Linked DNA regions of Hordeum vulgare: region 2 is linked to region 1. The links are chromatin contacts, called in public Hi-C maps. All regions are on one chromosome and are shown on one strand. Each heading gives the region's core, a stretch centred on a gene start, on an enhancer-like site or on the middle of the called end of the contact. The rest is flanking DNA. Distances are from core to core; before and after follow the strand shown. Region 1 holds the start of LOC123443900 (GDSL esterase/lipase At1g28600-like). Region 2 holds the start of LOC123443901 (protein SEH1).

Region 1 (2,731 bases), core at 185-2,684:
AACGTGCCGAGCCTGAGGCGCGTATAGCCGAAGCAGATCTCCACGTATAAGACGCAGAACGGACGGGCATGAACGCTGCGGTAGCCCGAGCTGCTCCAGGGGCGCGACGGCATGACGGGCGCGACAGTGACGAGGTGCTGGGAAAGGCAGGGGAGAAGGCGCGGCGAAGCGCGGGAAGGAAGTGTGACGGCGGCAAAGCGTGGGGATAAAATGCAAAAAGGAATGGGGCGGTTGAGAGCGCAACGCGAGATTTAGCGCGTGCTGGCCGACACCCATGTTGCCGTTTTTCATTGCACGCAGAAAAAAAATTAACGCGTTTGAGGGGTCATTTGAGGAGTCCGACCGTAGATGCTCTTAGTGACCGGACCGGTCCCTCAAATGACCACTCATATAACCCACATGAGAGAAGAAAAAAGTGACCCAATCGGACTCCTCATATTATCCCTATACGTCTGGCTGTCCGCGAACCTGTATATTCATCTCAAATATAAAAAAAATTTGAAGGTTTGCGGACGCGAATGCGTCTCGGTCCGCCATACAGGACACCACCCCATCCTAGACCATTTCTTTTTTCATCAATCATGTGCAAATGATCGGACATATAAGAAAATAAAAATAAAAAATGTAAATGTACAGACAGACAAACACAGGACAGGTTCGGTCGCTAATCGGGTGCGTTTACGGCCGTTTGAGTGCCGAATTTGTAAGTGGTGGATCAAGATCCTGTAAGTCCATGTCAAAACGGAAAAGAGAAGGGGGTTGAACTAGCATACCAGCGACGTCGTTGGGGCAGAGCAGGCCGAGGAGGTCGCGGAACCACTCCATCTCCATGTCAAGGTGCACCGTGTCTGCCCGAAACGCGGGCACTCCATTCTCCCAGAAGAAGTCCGGGCTCAGCGCCGTGGCGCCGGCCACGGCGAAGTTAGCCCCGCCGACGAAGTCCTCCGCGCTCCGCCCGCTCAGGTACGGTGGCACGAATGGCAGCCCCAGCGCCTCCGCTGCCCACACAGATTTCAAGTTAGTATGCATACTCTTGCTACCAAGCTGGCTGGTTGATGGATCCAGCGAGCCGTGTGGTCGTGCCGTACCGATGAAGTCGATGATGAGGCGGCCGTTGGAGGATCGGCCGGTGGCTTTGTGGAAGTAGGTCTCGCCATAGGGCAGCCTGGTCGCGGCCTCGTAGGAGTCGTTGCCGTAGAGGTAGAGCACGTTTCCCGTGTCCGCCAGCGAGTCTCCGAAGCTGAACACCCGCGGATAGCACGCCGGATCCGCCCGCGCCTGCGCCGCCGCCAGTAGCAGGAACGCCGCCGCCATGATCACCGTCACGGAGGCAGAGGAAGGCATAACTTCTTTTTCTCCCCGTGGCCCGTGGAAATGTAGGAGTTGTGGAAGGAGAATGGATCTACGGGGGCGCAAGGAAAGAAGGAAAGAAGAGGACGCGACGTTTTTACCAACCAAACTCACTTTCGCGGGGCCATCTGTGATCTTGATAGGCCACCCACAGATGACACGGACAGCGCTGAAAATTATCAGTGTGCCTCAAATGATTTGCGATTAGAGCACCCCTCGTATCCGTCAGTGATGGGTTACAAAAAAGATTTAACCAGACCTTTTCCGACCGACCGTATCCAGCCTAAATATAGTACGTATATAGGATGGCCCTCGCACTACTGCTTGATAGGCCTGACCTATCACCGACTGCACCATTGTCTAAAAAAAACCCACTCCAGGCGCCTTGCTTCGAACCCTAGCTCATTCTCTTCCTTCGTCTCCTTCTCTACCTCTTCGAACCCGATCCCATCGAGTAGAATGTCGAGTGCCGGCAGCCGCTCCGATGACTCCGACGTCGACTCCGACAAACTGGCCCTCCGCATCGCCTTGGAGCCCCGCCGCTCCCGAGACAGCGGAGCACGGATGCCGAAGCTGGACCCTCCCGTCCCGCGCGCAGCTCCGATAGGGCTGCAGAGTCCGCATCGGCCCCACACGATGTCCTCCTCCCACCGGCCATTGCTCCACGTGGGCAGCGTTGGGTCCTAGTGCCCGCATCGCCGGCCAGCGCCTGCATCGCCGGCCAGCGCCCGCACGCGCACTCCGGAATCGGAGGCATACGCCGCCCACCGTGAGAGGCAGCAGGCACTAAGACGAGGGGAAGCGGAGTAGTCCGCGTGCCGCCACCGCTGGATGCCGGCGGAGCCCGACGAGGAAGAACACGTTCTCGCATGGGTGTACCGCCAGTCCATCACGATGGCGGAGGCGGACGCTCGGCACCTCCGATGAAAGAATGTGAAGGCGCTCCGGCTAGCTATTGAGCAGTCGAAGCACGAGGTGAAGGAGGCAACGGAGGAGAAGGACCGAGTGGCGCGGTTGAAGCGGGAGCATGACAGGGCGATCCAACGGATGAAGGGCCTCATCGTCCTCTCCAACAAAGACTCCGACAACAACGACAACGGTAGCTCATCCTCCAACGATCAAGACCTTCCGCCAGCTGTGGACATGTACATTTGTGCCGGCGATCCAAAAGGCAAATGGCAAAGGTCCGACGAGGAAGTGGTGATCTGCCCAGTCCTCCCTACGCATTGTTAATATAGTTTTTTGGTGATGATGAACCATGTCTTGCGAATTCGATGATCTTTTAGGTGATGATGGATGTCCGTTTGTCGTAAATCTTGTGCTCGTTTGCTTCTGATTTTATTGTTTGATATTTGATCACGTAAATTATTTTGACGTGCAT
Region 2 (2,700 bases), core at 126-2,625, 200 kb after region 1:
CTGCAAAGTCTAGTGAAATATTCCTATTCCAGTTTTAAAAATGAGTTTGATGTATCAATTTTTTTTTACTTGGATCTACTCAATAGTCAGTACTGAACATGACAGAGTGGTAAACTAACTGAAGTGCTTCAGATGTACTGGTAGTCAGTACTGGACATGACAAGAGACAAACTGACTACATGTGCTAATTGGTAGTCAGTACTGAACGGACCGCCCAAGTACTATTCTCCATGTATATTTCATGGGAAAATTGAGCTAGTAAAGAAGACGAAGAGGCAACTAAATCAAGATCAATGATTATTGGTTGGTGAGTGGTCTCCAAATTCATTCTCATCAATGCATAAGTCCTTTCAGACTTCTCAGTACAAAAGCTAATTACAGCACAACTATCTCCATCATGAAAGTGCAAGATTGTTAGAAACATAGAATAAGATGGAACAAGAAAAGCTGACCTTCTGCAATCTCCTCCCACAAAGACAGCGTACCGTCGGCACAGACACAAGCTATAGCATCCCCGTAGTCCGGAGGAAGCCAGACGACAGCCACTACGGCATGCTCATGGGCCTGATCGCAAGACCGACAACATTACGAAACAAGTCTCACTTAGTACACAAGAAACACCAAAAGAAAGATACAATGGTTCAGAGATATATATGCTATTCCAACACCCATAGTACTCCATCTCGAGCATAATTTCTAGCAAGTGCCAATTTCACATCGGCACACTGATCTTTACAAATAGAACCATTCAACAGCATGTGCAACCAGTTTGGTGTATCAAGAATGCAGAAACACTGCAGTCTCCTACTGAAATATCCACACGCAAACTAATTACCGCATCCCAGAGCAATAACTTGGTACCCGTAGACCTACGCAACGAGCCACATGATTGACGTATTGTGCACGAAGAATCGAATGCTAGCAAAAGGCTCTAAACTTGCAGTAAATCTTGACGAACTCATGAGAAATTGGTCAGTACTAAACCACCCGAGTGGACGCGAAAGAACGAGACGCTGGGTGGGTGGGTGCCATATGAGGTTTTAGGGTTTCCGTCTTTAAGGTGGTGGACTGGTGGTGGTGCGGTAGACTGACCTGCCACTTGGAGGAGGGAGACGGCTGAGAATCGTAGACGGAAACGGACCCATCGACGGCGCCGGCGGCTAGGCGCCGGCCGCAGTGGTTCCAGCCGCAGCACGCAGCTCCAGGCCCCAACTGAGCCACCTTCTGATCCGCCATTCCCGCCTCCCTTCCTCACCTGAGAATAGATGTCGTGCTCCTCGTCGTCGTCGTCGGCGGCGGCGGCCAGAGCGTTCGCCTGCTCAGAGTTTTGCGCGGACCCGGTTGTTGTGTTCGGGGAGGAAGCCTGGCGGCCCAGGTAGACGTAGTTGTTTGCTGGGAGCAGTGTTTTTTTTAGGGGACTGGGAAGTCGTGGTGACACCGAAATGAAGGCCCATGAAAAGACGTTTTCAAATTCTAAAAACAACAATGAAAGACTTTTCCAATTCTAAAAAAATAATGAAAGACGTTTTCAACCTAGGACGTGGCTAGCGGGCGCTAGAGCGCGATGGGATCAAGCGCTCCTCTTAATATGGAAGGACTTGTCAACGCATTACAAAGTCCATATAAAAGAATCTTGTCCATACGTGCATTTATCTGGTGGCTCAAAAGTTTAAGAAACTATAACTTTTGATTTAAGTCTCAAAATTCAGTTTCGTTTTCACAGGTGGGTTTCTCGTAACGAATTCATTAAAACTAGATCTCATATCAATAGGTTTCGTCAAACTTTTTTAAGGCAACTTTGGATGCGATGGAGGCAACTTTAGTGCTAAAAGAAAGTGACTTCATTTTTTGCCTAGTAGGTCTGCGTATTAGGTTGGTTTGTTGAAAAAATCATGCAAAATATGAGGCGCATTTGGTGCTACATATAAGCGACTTCATTGCACTACGCGTATCAATGAATTTTGCTAACATTATCTCAATTTGCCTATCGTGATTGCTGAGTTGCCTACCACTAATGCCCAATTGCCTACAATACTATAAAAATTGGCCTACCGTTGATACCCAGTTGTGTTTTATTGGTAATTAGTTACCTATTATTATTGCTCAGTTGTCTAATTTTACAAATTAATTGCATAGAATATTTTGAAGTTTCTTATCACAAGCTAACTCATGTGTACTCTCACTCTAACTTGGTATCTAGACAAAAGCAACCACATATGGAGAAGTTCAAGTTCATCATTGATGGGGTTATTGGAGGCAAAAACAAGGACAATGACTTTGAGATCGTTATGCACTCGAGTATCACATAGAAATCGTTAGCAACTTTTAGGGTGTTTTTGTACAACTCCAGTGCATTTAACAAGTAACTCGAGTGTGTTTTCCATTACTATATCTAGAGGTTTCAATGATTTTCAAGGGGAACTTGTGCAAAAATTATGAACAACTTGTGTATGTTTGTGGGCAACTGTGTGATCCACCCCTATGAACTTCTCATCACCCACACGCAACTTCTCATCTGCCCCCACTTATGCAACTAATCAACACCCATGACCTGGCTAGCCAACATACGTGCTTAGTAGTATTACGAGGGTACACCCTCAAAAGGAAAGCACAAGGAAACCACCCATGCCCACATAGCTTTGAAATTTGGAATCATGAAAGACATTTTAGATCCCGCAATTTGTTTTTGAGATTGTAGGC

Evidence for each region. A called contact is a pair of places that touch in the nucleus more often than the background predicts.
Region 2: a contact with region 1 is called in a Hi-C map of seedling, with 2.8 times the contacts expected there. The contact joins the promoter of LOC123443901 here to the promoter of LOC123443900 in region 1. A contact is called at or near these places in 3 of 6 Hi-C or Micro-C datasets (leaf and seedling).

Annotation. Positions count from the first base shown.
Region 1 is chr3H:375,047,871-375,050,601 of MorexV3_pseudomolecules_assembly, forward strand. LOC123443900 (GDSL esterase/lipase At1g28600-like) reads right to left here and starts at 1,435. Exons shown (of 5, transcript XM_045120450.1): 1 at 1,089-1,435; 2 at 774-998. The coding sequence starts at 1,344.
Region 2 is chr3H:375,243,152-375,245,851 of MorexV3_pseudomolecules_assembly, forward strand. It overlaps LOC123443901 (protein SEH1), which reads right to left and starts at 1,376. Exons shown (of 8, transcript XM_045120451.1): 1 at 1,093-1,376; 2 at 453-564. The coding sequence starts at 1,236.